4 separate regions of the Mus musculus genome follow, and regions 2, 3 and 4 are each linked to region 1. A link is a contact called in public HiChIP or PLAC-seq data. All regions are on one chromosome and are shown on one strand. The core of a region is the stretch at or near the end of the contact, and the rest is flanking DNA. Distances in the headings are between cores, read along the strand shown.

Region 1 (3,536 bases), core at 1,012-3,511:
TATCCTTAAACTTTGGCTCAATGCCAGAAACTGAGGCTTCTGCCTCTTTTCATTGGCGTCTAGTTTATCGATAGCGAAATAATACCGCATGGAACTAGTTGGCCACGTAGTGGGAAGTCAAGCCTTCTAATACCTCGTTTGTCCTAGATAATTTTAAGCTTTATCCAGAGTGCACTGCCAAGAATGTTAAATGAAGTACACAAGAGGAGAGCTTTAGGTATCTGGCATCAATATTAGTGGGAGGCTGCCATTTGACAATAATTTCCCTAGCACAGCAGACGGTAAAGAAAAATGTTTTCATTCATCCGCAAATGACTAACATTTTATTGATGTTTCGAAATGCGGCTGAATACTACCGCACTTTCAATTCCCGAGCGGGTTCTGAGAATTAAGCCTGAATACTAATCACATCAGTAGCTCCTGCTGCAAACCTCTCCGTTAATTGCTGAGCCTCGCAGGGAATCTTCTGCAGGGTGGTGATGTTGCTTAGAGGCTCCTGGATAGTCAGTCTGGGTGGTCCCGGGTGATGTGAATTGCTGGCCCTACCCCATCTATCCTTAGACAACGTGATAAATAAAAATAAAAAATAAAAAGCCACCTTGGGTACCACCAACATCTATGACTCCTGCCTGCCTCATCAAGAGCTCAGTCTGGGGAGGAAGCCGGATGCTGACCCCTGCAGAGATCCTTGCTTCAGTGCGCTCTGCCGCGGGGCCCTGCTGGCGTTCAGAAAAAAATAAAAGAATAAAATAAATAAATAAATAAATAAATAAATAAATAAATAAAGGAGTTCAAATGAGCACCAGTGAAAGACGAATGTGTTTTGTAAATACCGCTACAGGCGGAAGGTGGGGGAAACCAAGTGGTGAGGGTAAGTTATTTCTAACCACCAGCTTCCCAAACTCCTCATGGGCACTGGAATCGCTGTTCTGGATTCAGATTCTCTCATTGATTTGCAAATCGCCTGGAAGACCTCTAGGATCTTAGGGTTGAAAATGAGTGCCAGAAAGGGGGTGGGGGGGGGGGAAGAGTGGACTATGGGGTGACCCCCGTGCCTTGTACCCTGTTTTGCCCTGACCTGGGCGTAGGCTAGCAGATCCGCGGGACACTGCTTGCCCCTTGAGGGGTTGAGGTTACTGCTCAAAGGATGCAGGTCCACCCCAACTGGGAGGCGGTGAAAAAAAAAAATACAACTGGGACTCTTTAAAGCCGAGGAATGCCTTGGCTTCAACCGAATGCGCAAGCCTTCCGCCCAGTAGGCTCAAATGGGTTAAACTGCCTCTTACATAACAGGACCGCCTAGCTCCACACAATTAAAACACTGATTGCAGCCTCCTCCAACTCTGCATCCCAGTAAGGCCCGCCCATCCCTCCCGTTGCGCCTGCGTGTCGCGCGCTCCCGGGCCCAGCACGCGCCCTGCACACTCCATCTCCCTCTCACAAGTGGACACTCTGTGCTGACACCACACGCGCACACACACTCATGCGCAAGTTAGTATCAAGACGCACAGAGAAGGGCAGGCGTTCTCCAGTACGCACAGGCGGACTCACACACGCACTAGCTTTCGGTCGGCATGCCCGAATCACTATACTGTCCCCGTAAAGCAGCAGCGCCGCCACAATCCCTGCTTATCTCCAAGAGAGGGTGAAAAGAAATACCCCCACTAAAGGAAAAATAAGGAACGGAGGGAAGGAAACAGGAAGGGGAGAGAAGAGAGGAGAGGAGAGGAGAGGAGAGGAGAGGAGAGGAGAGGAGAGGAGAGGAGAGGGGAGGGGAGGGGAGGGGAGGGGAGGGGAGGGGAGGGGAGGGGAGAGGAGAGGAGAGGAGAGGAGAGGAGAGGAAGAGAGAGAAGAGAGAGCTAACTGGCAGTTTATTAACAGCGCTATTAGCTAGTCAGGATTAAAAAAAAAATACAAGACAACAACAAAAAAAGCCAACTCACTCAGTCTCAGGCGTCATGATGGCGCCGACCCCAACTTGAGCACTTTAAAGTCGGGGGCCCGAGGAGCCGAAAGCACCAGAGGGCAGGCCTGGCCCTTATGCCCTGACTTCCCAGCCCCGCGGCTCGCAAAGCTCTCTAGTTCGCGCTGCCAAGCCGGACTAGACCTCGGCGTATCCTCAGTCGCCCTAGCTTCCCAGTCCCTCTTCTTTCCTCTTTTTGATCTATCTCTTTCGCTTCTCCGGCCCCCCTCCCTGCCTGGTCCTCCATCCCTGGGCGGGGTTGCTACGGAAACGGCCGCTTGGCAACGCGCGCGAGCCCGGGGGCCGCCGGCCGCTGCTGCGCCCCGCGCTGCCTGCGCCGCCTCCCGCGCTCTGCTCGCAGCCTCGCAGGACGGTGTGCGGCCGCCAGGGATTAGCCACGCTCCGGACGCGGCCGGGCGCCCCGAAGGAGGTGGAGCGCGGTGCCAGGGGGCGGGAGGGGAGGGAGGGAAGGCAAGCTGCAGAGGAGCAGAAAGGAGGCGAGGCCGGGGAAAGAGGGAAACTACGCCCGACAACTAGGGAGGGGGCGAGAAAGAGAAGAAACCCACCCACCCACTCAGAAAAAGGAAAAGAGGAAAAAAAATCTCGTGTGGCGCGCCGCCTGGTTATCGGGCAGCCTCGCCAGCAGCAGGGGGTGGGAGCCGACGCTGCCGGAGAGCGAGCAGCCTGGCAGGCACGGACATGGTGCTCCTGGCGCAGGGCGCTTGTTGCTCGAACCAGTGGCTGGCGGCGGTGCTTCTGAGCCTGTGCTCTTGCCTCCCGGCCGGGCAGAGCGTGGACTTCCCTTGGGCGGCCGTGGACAACATGCTGGTGAGGAAAGGTGACACAGCGGTGCTCAGGTAGGGACCGCGCGCCCTCTCTACACTTGCCTCAGTCTGTCTTTCCGTCCCTTTCCCTCTCTGCACCTTGCTTTACACCCAGAGTGAATCCTGCTGTTGCTCACGAGCAAAAACACCACACCTCAGGCTAGCCACGCATGACCCTTCCTGGGCTTCTCGGACCCCGGGGCAGGGGTCTGGCTGGATTAGGGAGAGAGGGAAAAGCGCTTTCCAAGCAGCCCGGGCTTAGGAAGTGTGGGGCTTGAAGGAGGGGCAGGTGCCACTTTGGAGCCAGGTCTCCGCTCTGCTGCCAGCGGTACTCCAGGAGTCTGACAAGTTTACAGGGCTTGTTTCTGCTTCACTCCGTAAGCGACTTTTCTCAACTGCTGGCTCTGTGCTCCATTTATTTTCCCTCTCACTTGAACAGTAAGATCCAAATATTCCATTCAGCTTTTTTCCCCCTCCTGTAGCTGCTTTCCTTCTGTGTTTCCCTCTTCCTCTGTCCCCTATCCCATTTCTCCAACTCCCTCTTCAGTCACCCCTATTGCCTCCAGTCTCTGGTTTACTCCTATGCTATAGTGTTCCCAGTGTTTCCCTCACACCTTAGTTCCTGTCATTCCTTATTCTCCCTGTTTTTCCAGATTTCCCTTTCCACTAATTTCCGGTCCTCACCATAGCCCTTGTCTTCCCCTCCCAGACCATCATCTGTCTCCAGCTTTGCCTCCCATGCACTTTTC
Region 2 (3,857 bases), core at 1,164-3,663, 1.5 Mb before region 1:
CTTACTTTTGAGGAACATGGCATTTGGGTATGTCTAAACTCCCTTTTTTCCTATGTAAAATCCAGGATGTTTTATGTTAGGAGTTCACTATGTTAATGAGAGCTGAAACAGACATGGACAACTGGCCAATGTCTAACTTCTTGGCTGGTGTGCTGACTGGTTTTATGTGGACTTGATACAAGCTAGAGTCACTGGAGAGGAGGGAGCCTCAGTTGAGAAAATGCCTCAGTAAGAGTGTGCTGTGGACAAGCCTGTGAGGCAATGGTTTTCAACTTTCATAATGCTGAGTCCCTTTAATACAGCTCTGTATGTTATGGTGACCCCAAACCATAAAACCATTTTCATGCTATTTCATAACTGCAATTTTGCACCTGTTATGAATCATAATGTAAATGTCTGTGTTTTGCAATAGTCTTAGGTTGACTCTGAAAGAATAGCTCCATCTCCAAAGGAATTGCAACGTACAGGTTGAGAACTACTGCTGTATGACATTTTTTCTTAATGAGAGATTTATGGGAGGAGGGCCCAGGTCATTTTGGATACTGCTACCATTGAGAAGGTGGTCCTGGGTTGTATAAGAAAGCAGGCTGAGCAAGCCTGTAACCAGCAACCCACCCTAGTCTGCACCAGCTCCTGCCTCCAGGTTCCTAACCCTACTTGAGTTCCTGCTCTCACTGCTTTTAATGATGAAATGTGATATGTAACCATGAGTGAGATAAGCCCTTCCCTCCACAAGATGCCTTGGATGTGAAGTTTCATGGTAACACTGGTAAAGCTAAGACAGTTGGAAAGCTTGTTGCATTGAAACATACCTAGTTTCTCAGCATCAGATTCAAATTCTCTAGGAGGTTTTTGGTACAAATTGGGTTCCTGCCCCTCTTGTCTAAACATTGTGTGCCTTACAGGGTTGTGATGCTGTCCCAGTCCAGGATGTTTTTGTTGTTGTTTTGTTATTGTTGTTGTTCTTTGTATAATAAAGCAGAAGCGGATATCACACATATTACAAAAATGAGGGTAAAATAATTTTCTGTCCCACTGTAAGACAGCCTTCAATGTATACAGAGCAAGGGAATTATATTCAGGCCCTGAGCAAAGGAATTATACTCAGCCTTCCTGGAGAAGGCCTCCAATATCTACAGGGGGTTGGTAAAACTTCTCTTATTCCTCAAGGAGACTCAGGTCTAGCATCAGCAAACCTGGCAAATAAGCAATACTGTTTGTTAGTGGCACGGAATAAATAATTTAGTGATTAATTCCAGAGTAGGTTACTTGGAATAGTGACAGCTTGTGCCCAATTGCCTATTCTCCAAGCTCTTCTCCCTCAACTTTTGTGAGGACAGAATTTAGGTTATAGTTTAGTGAGGGAGGTGTGATCTTTCCATTTTGGGAGCCACATGAATTCTTATGAACAGATAACTTGGCACTCTAAAGTTTAGTCTGGTTATACCCAAGACTTAGCCTATTTATTGCTAAGGCTTTATGCTTGCACGCACATCATACCTAAAAACAAAATATGGAGACATGTATTTTAAAAAGTAAAAACTCTGACTTTACCCAAAGATGTGTCTTAGTTCTTGAAATTCATTTTCTTTGATCTGCAGGTCATCTTCCAGCCTTTCTATTATAATAGCATAAGATTCACTAACTTTCTTCTTCCATTCATCTGGAAAAGAAAAACAAATAGGATTGATTCATAATTGCATTTTGCAAAATGTAGACAGAGATCATAGCATACAAGTAATCAAAACCCTGTTTTTTATTCTCAATTCTACAATACTTAATTTAAATGACTGATTGTGGGTTTAATGCAGATGTTTATGTTTGTAATGCAATCACTTTGGGATTGTAGTAATTAAGAACCCATTTGATATTGTACAATATATTTACATAAAAGAGTATATTTGACTTATCTTATTGATTTTATTGCATTTTAATTGCAGCAATCTCATTGCTAGACAGTATCTTTTGCTTTTAAATACTAGATACTTAAGATATAATTCTAAAATTTCTATACTCAATAGTTCTTCAAACTTTCTATCATATTATACGAAAGGACTAAACCAATATTTTTTAACAAGAAGTTCTCTGTTTTCCTTTAGAACTGTTTCAGGGAAAAGGAGTAAGTTCAAATAAACTCAACACTTAATATTCTCTGCATTCAGATCGGCACACATCTCAGTGATTTGAAACACATCCACTCTTAGGAGTGAGTTGTGTTGCATGTAAGAAAGCGAGAAATGTTAGCAGAACATGGTGGAAATCAGAAGGCTTACCAGAACAAGTCTGTGTCGGTCTGGATTTGTAATTCCCCATTTTAAAGAAGTCTGCTTTCCTCCTGTGCTGCCCTTCACGATATAAGATTCCAAGTTCTAGCGCTGAAACAGACCAGTTGAAAATATGTTGATAGTCTTTCTAAAAATAAGCCAAGTGCTGAATGGAATGTCATGCAAGGACGTCAGAGAGCAAGGCAGAGTGTGCCTTCAAAGGTGAGCTGATCGTGTAGTGGCTGGGTTTGTTTTAAGGGAGCTGTGTGAAAGGTAAACAGCAAGCATTTCAGTTGTGCTATTGGCTTCCATCAGTGGATTGCTTGTTCATCCACACATGCCCTCTGGGTAGGCCAGTTCCTCAATGAGTGAACATGGAAAGTGACTGGTGATTCTGAGCTCCACTGAAAGAGACTCCAGCCAGCCAGCCAGTGTTTGGCATCTTTGGCACCGGTGAAACAGTGGAAGTTGTCCATGTGAAGAAACAGAAATTCCTATCAATCAGCACTGGGTTGAGACCTGCATGTGTATCTGCAGGGACTAGGGTTCACACACACACACACACACACACACACACACACACACACACACACACACACACACCATGACCATTGCAGTTGATTATTCCTACCTAAGTCACAGACAAGAAAAAAGACATAGTGCTTTATAAATACCAATTTATCATAAGAACAACAGTGATCAGAAAAACATTTCAACATTGCTTTCTTACACATTTCTGGGCAATAAGCAGAATTATGAATTTTTTTATGTCAGTTCCAAACAGGGAGTGGAGCCCAAAGTTGATCCTGAACCATTCGACACTGACGTCTAAGACTGCCGTTATTTCTGATGTGCTGTGTCCTGAGTTATTCCACACACCTTCCATTTACTTCACACTGTTGCTTTTTTTCCACGCACATTTGCACTGAAATAAATGAACCCAGTGTGGGATGGAAAAAAAATGGAAATAACATAGGAAACTTATTGGTTATTTTCTATATATTTCTTCTAGGTGATCTTACTGTGTATGAGAGCTGTAAATTCCAATCTTGAAAGTCACACTTAGCTTTAACGTAGGAGGTGTTGGATTCACATTTACTATGATCAAATATTCAAATGGCTCTTCTTAAACAAATGCTTAGATGAGTTAAGGAATCCTCATGCCCTGCCTTAGCAAGCTAAAGGAAAGGTCCCCAGGGAAGGGCTGCCCTACTGATAAAATAAGTCGAACTCAGTACCTGGCTTTGTACTTGTGTCTACTCTTGGTGGTTTGGACTCTCTTCTTGTCATTAAGGCCTGTCAGGGATATGTAGAGTTTATATAGTGCAGGGTCCTCTGGTCACTTTGATCTGTAGTTCTTCAGTTTTCTCCTTTGAAAGCTAGACACTGTTGATTTTGCCAGCTAGTTCCCAGTACTGTGTGACCCCCATGCAGCTTGTTCTAAGCATGGTGAAACCCCAATTCTCTCTGTTTTGAGAGCCTAGCTTCCCTCAGACAAGCTGTTCTCTGATTCACCAGCCCAGGAAACTGACTTCATTAGTATTTCTCAGTCTTAAACCACATACTTCCTCAGGAATGATCCTCCAGGGAGCT
Region 3 (3,644 bases), core at 532-3,031, 1.8 Mb before region 1:
ATGATTGGTGTCATCAAATAGAGAACACACATTTCTAAAAAGCAAAAGGCAACTCAGCTGCTTCTCCACTCACATCATGGCATGTGCACTTGGCAACTATCACTACATTGGCTGTTGTCTTATTTTAATGGAAGTATTTCTTTGCATGTGTCTCCTCCCTTCATGATTGACTATGGTGTGCTGTGTTTTCCTCTAAAAAAAAAAAAAGAATCATAGCTTGGAGTCTGTTTGATCTCTATTTTTAGAAACAAGTCACATTTTCATGTGAATCTGTTTAAATTTAAATTGATCCCACTTGCTTGAATGATGTGAAATGCTGGTGTTCCTATGGCCTCTCTTATGCTTTTTGATATTTTATGTGCTCTCCAATCAGTTGGACAGATAACAGGTGGAGCCCAGGAACCTGGTCACTGCTGCTCTAACACTGCTCCTGGACTTAGCCCCACAGATGACGGGGTGACACCCATGAGGAAACCGGAGGTCAACCTGGGCAGAGGTAAGGGCTGGCTGTTACCTAGTGACGATCCTTAGGAATTCTCTACAGATGCTGCCCTGTCTCTGTCTTTCATCTTCAAGTCCTTGTTTTGTCCATTTGCCCCTTTTAAATTAACTATAATTAATTTTATTCTCTTCTAATGGATATGGGATATGATGGCAGGAGTTGGCTCAGAGTCCTGAAGAGGAGTTTTGATACTGAAATTAGCTATAAATGCTGTGTTTTAAAAAATGCATTGATGCTTAAGATAAAAAACAAAAATAAAATTTCTGGTGTTAATTTTCAGATTAATCATATGCTATAGCCATATTCTCCATTAACTGACCAAACAGGTGAATATATCTTTGATAACAAGGTAATGGACATTAAGAGCTCCAGTAGATCATTCTTTACAAGGGTTCGTGTAAACTTTTCAGCCTTTTCAGAATTAGGGAAGAATTCAGTGCTGTCGATGTATAATGGGACTGATAGCTCATCTTCAGGATTGCCAACTAAGCAGCAAGTCAACGAACGTGACTCACACATCTGCTCAATGTTCTATGTCTGCGATGAATGCTGTTCTAAAATCACTCTGGTTTGAATGTATATGTGGCTGGGAACTTATTCTTTTTACCACATCATCGCATCTCCAATGTTTAACACAAGTTATCAAGCACGATGAGACAGCTTCATGGATGCCATAGAAGGTACATGAGAGACGTCCTTCCGCTTTGGTCATCATGAAAGGGTCAGGTGACATTTGCAGTGGAGTCACAGGAGAGCGAAGCTGAACTATTGGAGGGACATCCCTTTAGAGGAATTTTGGTGAACCTCCCAAACACACATTATACACAAGGATGTTCTCGAGGAGTCTGCACTCCTGGAAGGAAGTTTAGGCCTTGGGAAGAAAAAAGGGGGGGGGGGTCATGAGGCTCTTACAACCAGATGCAGTACTGACCACACAAACAACACTATTGACTGCCACAAGAATTTTGCCACTTGAATATGGATACTACCATTTTATAGGTAAGAAAATGAAAGCTTAGAGAAGTGCCTTTTGCTAGGTTCGTGTAGCTAGTAAACACAAGAGCTACATGTGCACTAAGCCTATCCGACCCCCACCCACCAGGCACATGCTCCAGACGCAGATCCAGTGGGCCTGTTGATGAATACTGCTCTGTAAAATGCTTCCTCAAAGCTCATGAGATTGCCATGAAAACTACTCTTTTTACTCACTGCTATCTCTGAGGAAGGCTTCAATTACCCACTCTCTGGTGCTTTGGGAATGCTCTGTTTGACTTCTCTGTGCTGTGTGTGTTCATATAATAGCTCAGCTGGGTGTCATTAGCACATTTTCTCCCAGAATTTAGACAGTATATTATTACATGGTGACTAGGCAATTTTATTCCCCTGTTTTCATGAATGCTCTTTAATTAATCCATAAATTTAGAGGGCAGGTTTAAAAACCAGATGACATTATTTAAGTGTTTTCCATAACTGACTTTTCAATAACATTTTGGGCAGGAATTTGAACAGTGACAGATAAACTAAGAAGAAATTTGACATCCTGGGCTTCTCACCATTGTTCCAACATAGTTCTGTTCTAAATCAGTCACAGTCTGTAGTGAAATAAAAATGAACTACATCTTTTTTCAGGTGACTTTGCTACATGCCATCTGGGCAGGCAGTTTGACTCTACATATCCCTCCAGAGCTCTTATGTACAGTTTTGGAAATTACCAATTGAATCCCTTATGAGTAGATGACTCATAAAAACCAACCTTAGCCTCATTGAGAGACCTGGATTATTAAATTTTTACACCTTTGTAAAAATGTAAAAACATATTTCTAAGTATAGATTTTAAGGGAATGTCATGTCAGCTCTTTTTTGCCTATTATCCAGGTGGTTTGTAGTACTACCTGGCAAGAGACTGAGGCAGACAACAAAGAATATGTTTGAAGAGTGGAGTGTCAACATTGTAGAGTGTGTGGAGGGGAAAGGGGGAAGATAAGACCAGGGTTTTGGTTTCTCTTAGATTGTCACTGGCAGTACTATAGGTAAAATAGTTACCAAAAAGTGAAATCAAGGCCAAGTTGAGAAGATAAAGGACTCAGTACCAAACATGGCGATCTGAGTTCCGTCCCTGGCTTCCACACAGTGGAGGGAGAAAACTGACCTCTGACCTCCATTTGCACACTGTGGTATGCAAACAACCACTCCCCACACACACAATATACAAATGCAAAAAAAGTGAGAACTCAAGGGCGCAAAGAAAATAAGGAAGATATGTTTGCATAAGTTTACATTATATACTGGTAGAATAATTTGTAATAATTCATAGAATCTGTACATGTGTCCTTTTGTGTGTATATGTACATGTGTATGTATTTGTCTATCTGTCTTGGGTAATTTTCTATTACTGTGATAAAACACCATGACCAAGTGTGTTAGTCAGGGTTTTCTAGATAACAATGTGTAAAATGTATCTCTCTATGTGTACAGAAAGTGGATTTATTAGAATGATCTTTAGACTGTGGTCCAGCTAATCCAATCATCGTTGTTCAGCCCGACAATCTCATCCAGTCTTTATCATGTGCTTGCGTTCTGAATAAGTAGGCTCCGATGCCAATGAAGAAATGGACTTACTAGAGAGAGCAAGAGAAAACAAAGAGACAGAACTTCCTTCTTTTGTGTCTTTTACATAGGCTGTCAGAAGAAGGTATCGCCAAATTAAAGGTGGATGTTCCCACCTCAAAGATCTGTATTATAAGTGGGTCTCCCACTTAAATGATTTAATTAAGAAAAAAATTTCTCATGGGTGTGTACAGTGTTTTGCATTTTAATTAATTTTTGATGTAGTCAAGTTGACAACCAAGAATAGACATCGCACGAGGCAACTTATCAAAGAAAATGGTTTAGTTTAATTTTGCATTATTGTTTGAGAGGACTGAAGCATATGATGGCAGCACACAGGCCACCCAGTGCTAACGTGATGTGCATGGAGGAGGCACAAGAGAACGGTGGGAATGGCTGGTCTATTGAAACCTTAAAGCTTACCCTTATGGCACACTTCCTCCAACAAAGCCACACTCTAATCATTCTAAACCAAGTATTCAAATATATGAGCCTATGGGGGACACTCATTCATCCTACCAAATTCCAATTCCTT
Region 4 (4,038 bases), core at 175-2,674, 1.2 Mb before region 1:
AGCATTTTCAATACCTTTCTCTGGAAACCAAAGACATTTGACCCAGAAAAGATGCAGCTAGACACAGACGCCATGGGTGGTACTAACCATTCAGTTCACCCAGCATTCACAGCCTGGGGATCCAATAGGTCTAGAGGATTTGCTAGAAAATCCACAGGAGGAAATGTCCCTTTGCCTTACACAGTTACTGTCACATGTCCCTTGGGGTAGTCACTTTGTTTACATCTCTTTGTGGGAGTTTGGGGAAGGAATTCACATGGACACAATATTTCCCAAGGTTCCTGTTCTTTTTGCTGGTTCCTGGGTTGCCAATAGCCACCTTTAAAATATGCACAGCTCTGCCTGTTTGACATATATTTATTTTTGTAAACTTTGAAACGTTAAAGGGAAAAAAAAGGCCAACTGCAGTTTAAATACACAGGATACTTGCACTTGTAGAAAATCTGTGGTTGCTTGGCAACCAGAGGGTGACTGTTTGAGGAGCTCAGGGAGCTTTGACAATGTGACTTCAAGACAGGTGAAGGGCAGTAGGAGGCACTGAGTCTGCTGAAAGGAATCGCAACATGGAAGCATCATTTAAATAAAGATTCATCTCTCTGTGTGATGATTCTAAGGAGGTAAATTTCTAACATACTGCCCCCCTCTACAGATGTAACTGGGGGTTCAGAGGAAAGTAGCCTCAGATTAGAATTGTATCATAGGAATAGGCCACGTGCAGGCAGGATGCTGTCCTAGCTTCTGGGACTTTCTGTTTATCACCAGAGTAGCCATACTGCCTTATGAGTCAGTGACACATTAGAGAAAAAGACTTGATTTGGAAAAGTCTCTTAAACTTAATAAAGATCAGTGATCATTAACATGGACCGCATGCTGACTCAATCAGCACAGGGCTCTGCTAATCACAGGCTTTTTTTTTCTCGTGTCCATCTGTTTGTAAGAATTCTGAGAATCTGTTCCAGATGTTCATGTAAATATAATAGGTCAGTTCCATGCAAAAATAACATTCTCTACCATGCATGTGTGGCCCTCTATATATTCACACTGTCAGCTGTATTTAGTCTTCAGTGATATAAATAATAATAAAATATACAAATTTCTAAGTGTCATGGTGAACTGTTTTGTCCCCCTCTTCTGGTCCCCTCTCCTTCCTCTTTCCATACCTCATCCCCTCTCCCTTGCCTACCTTTTCTTCCTTTCCCTCTCCCTTTTCCTTCTCCTTCTGATGCCTCTCTTCTCTCTATCTCCCTCCTTGTGTATGAGTTGTATGTATGTTTTGCTGAGTAGTTTTTCCCAGCCTAATACAGCAGTGATTCTGTGCTCTATCTGTAAGTAGCAGCATAAAAGTCACATGTGACTGCTGTGTTCTCTGCTTATAGCATTAACACTCTCCAGACTAGCACATCACATATGGCCAGGCTGAAAAGTGAAGACGCAGTGTGTTTCTTGCTGAGTGTTGAAGGGCCATGGTCCCTGCTAGATCTGTCTTGACTACAGACATGTCTCTGCCCTGACCGCCCCTCCCCAGCCTCCATCCTCTGAAAACTCACTAAATTCAAACAAAGGGCAGACATATGGCATTTACAGACTTGTTTTGCATAATAAATGACTGAGTTGATCAAACTGAAAGATTATGGAAGTGGTCAGCTGAAAGATTGTAAGAATCAAATTAGGGCAAATTTGAGCCTTTTTTTTTTTTTTAAGAAGAAGAAGAAAGTGCATTTTAAAATAGCTCCCTGTACAATAGGCTTGAAAGTATGTCTCAGTCACTACCAGTTTTATGGCAACTAAAAAAATGTTTGAAACCAGCTGGTTGTAGATATGGCAATCAAATCTAATCTAAATCATGGTGTAATGTTAAAAAAAGGAATCAATTTAAAGAGCTTTGGACCAAAGGCGAGCTGCACAATGAGTATTAATCCCCAACAACGAATTCTCGTTTAACCCGAGTTCAGAGGTTGGTAAATTAGATGCTCTAGTAAATTTAGTTGTAGAATATTTCCTAGATAATCAAAGAAAACGGACCTGTACACTGTTAGAAAGAAAGGAAAAGTAACCCTCATGGAATAATAATAAAATCAACTTAACAGGAAAAAAAAAGGAGGGAGGCTAACCCTGTGACATCACAGGAAGGCAAAACAAGCCAATTCCCAAGCCACTCTGCACTCTAAGGCAAACTACAGGTCAGAGCCATCCCAGTCTTAGCCTTGAATGAGAACTTGCTGCATCAATTTAGGAAAGGGTGACATGAAAAAAATTAATAAAAGTGTACTCAAATATCTGTCTTCTTTGTCTGACTACAATCTACCCTTTGCATTAATTTTTAATTGGGTAAAAAATATATTAAGGGACACAATCATAAATTATTTCATGTGACATATTCTTAATTACTTTTTAATGTATACATGTTTTTTCTCCTAAATATCTTTCCAGATTATTCAGGAGTGTATAAGACACACGCTTAGATATTGGAGAATATTGGGTATGCTCCCACTGAAGACAGTTAGACTCCTGCCCTGGAGATAAATTTGTGAGGTTCTTTGTAAAGACACCAAAGGTTGAACTGTAAAACCACAGGCTTTACAAAGGGGGGAGATTATCACGCAGAATTATTTTATGGAGCTGATGTATTTTCATAAAACTTTAGAGAGAGAGGAAAGGCAGAGGCCAGGGACGCAACTGGAAGAAGCAGCAGAGATCAAAGTATGGGGAGGAGCTGACATGTTATCTTTCCTTGAATGTGAGTCACTTCAAGAACAAAGAAATCCAACAGCCTTTTAAACCTGAACTGTCTCTAAAGGATAATCTGCATGCAAACAGTCCTAGAGATCCAAACAAATTAACTCTATCACATCCTGAAAGATCTGCGAAGGACACTTCCCTTCTGCAGCTTGGAGAGAGGAGGATGTTAGACTGAACCATAGTAGACTCGGCAGAAATATGTGTTGTGTTAAACCGTCAACACTGACAACTGTTAGTTACCAATAGCAATAATAGACAACAGATACACTGCTTCCCTTTCACAGACACTGTGTGGGTGCAACTGTTAGACCTGGCCATGAATTTCCACTTGAAATGATGTACTGAAGTCTTTGACATAGCAAAACACAGACTAAGTTATTATTCTACCTCATGGGATCTATTGTGTTCTATATGTTTACACAGCCATTATGTCTATTGATGGACATACATACTGTTTCCAAACTTCTACTATTATGCTACAGCACATGGCAGGTATGTGGCATCCACAAGCAGTATACAGTCAGGGTACATACAGGTATATCATCTTCATCAACACGCACATAATGCACATGATAAATAATGCACATAGAGTAAACTCTGACCTATTATGTAGAGGATGCTAGTTTCAGACTGAGGCAACTTTGGCCATGTATCTAGTAGGTAATGCTCTTTTTTGTACTTTATTATTATTTATGAGGTATAGAGTTTGGGTGTTTTTTCCTGGTTCTCGTGATAAGTTATGGAGTCATTCTATCATTGCTATGCTCTATATTCCTAACATGTTTTCTTTTTGCTTCTACTTCTGTTCAGGCTGTTGATAAATAGTAGACAATTTTGACAGCATCTTTTGTTGTGCTTAAGAAAACAATGATATTTTAGAAATGTTTATAGTATCTTGGAAACTGGATTTCTGTGATCAGAGTTTTTCTTGTTTTTTCTGTTTTCAGGAGAAAACTAAAGTCTTGTCTGCCTATTGTGTTGGGTAGCCTCTAAGGGACACACAATGATTCCTTGTGTCCTAGGTAAATGCTCCTGTGCAATGCCCATCTCTTGGGCATGAACCGGATGTGTTGTCAGATTAACTGAGAAAGTGGTATGAGTGATGGGCTGCCACTTCAAGATAGGTTGTACAAGATTATGATCCCAACTCTCTCTGTCTCTGCCTATAACTCTGTCTCTGTCTTTCTCTTTCTTTCCACCTCTCTGTCTTTCTCTTACACACACACACACACACACACACACACACAAACAAACATTTTACACAAGTCTGTAACCATACTACAAGGAGTGAGCATGAGC

What was found. HiChIP or PLAC-seq counts read pairs in DNA pulled down with a chosen protein or histone mark.
Region 2: an H3K4me3 HiChIP or PLAC-seq map of stem cell-derived neural progenitor cells shows a contact between it and region 1, with 6 times the contacts expected there. The contact joins the promoter of Tnni3k here to the promoter of Negr1 in region 1. A contact is called at or near these places in 4 of 39 promoter capture datasets (the 3T3-L1 cell line and liver) and 2 of 115 datasets of contacts at active chromatin or transcription factors (forebrain and stem cell-derived neural progenitor cells).
Region 3: a contact with region 1 is called in an H3K27ac HiChIP or PLAC-seq map of SST interneurons, with 5 times the contacts expected there. The contact joins the enhancer-like site here to the promoter of Negr1 in region 1. A contact is called at or near these places in 4 of 39 promoter capture datasets (hippocampal neurons, liver and pre-B cells), 3 of 115 datasets of contacts at active chromatin or transcription factors (SST interneurons, astrocytes and embryonic forebrain) and 1 of 9 other capture datasets (embryonic stem cells).
Region 4: a contact with region 1 is called in an H3K4me3 HiChIP or PLAC-seq map of embryonic forebrain, with 5 times the contacts expected there. The contact joins the enhancer-like site here to the promoter of Negr1 in region 1. A contact is called at or near these places in 6 of 39 promoter capture datasets (the 3T3-L1 cell line, the C10 cell line, cranial neural crest and 3 more) and 3 of 115 datasets of contacts at active chromatin or transcription factors (astrocytes, embryonic forebrain and neural progenitor cells).

What each region holds. Positions count from the first base shown.
Region 1 is chr3:156,559,533-156,563,068 of GRCm38.p6, forward strand. It overlaps Negr1 (neuronal growth regulator 1), which reads left to right and starts at 2,262. Exons shown (of 7, transcript NM_001039094.3): 1 at 2,262-2,820. The coding sequence starts at 2,663. 4930570G19Rik (RIKEN cDNA 4930570G19 gene) reads right to left here and starts at 2,155. Exons shown (of 4, transcript NR_040399.1): 1 at 1,944-2,155.
Region 2 is chr3:155,052,994-155,056,850 of GRCm38.p6, forward strand. Tnni3k (TNNI3 interacting kinase) reads right to left here and starts at 2,414. Exons shown (of 25, transcript NM_177066.5): 1 at 2,274-2,414; 2 at 1,555-1,663. The coding sequence starts at 2,313.
Region 3 is chr3:154,756,585-154,760,228 of GRCm38.p6, forward strand. It overlaps a transcript of Erich3 not described here. Among named protein-coding and RNA genes, the nearest start is that of Gm20389, 47 kb to the left of the region's middle. Within about 2 kb of position 1,782, at least 8 of the 459 cell types and tissues checked have an H3K27ac peak or open chromatin away from gene starts, as enhancers often do. A contact at or near this core is called in SST interneurons, where this site is marked.
Region 4 is chr3:155,408,622-155,412,659 of GRCm38.p6, forward strand. No RefSeq gene overlaps it. Among named protein-coding and RNA genes, the nearest start is that of Gm33266, 120 kb to the right of the region's middle. Within about 2 kb of position 1,425, at least 9 of the 459 cell types and tissues checked have an H3K27ac peak or open chromatin away from gene starts, as enhancers often do. A contact at or near this core is called in embryonic forebrain and second pharyngeal arch cranial neural crest, where this site is marked.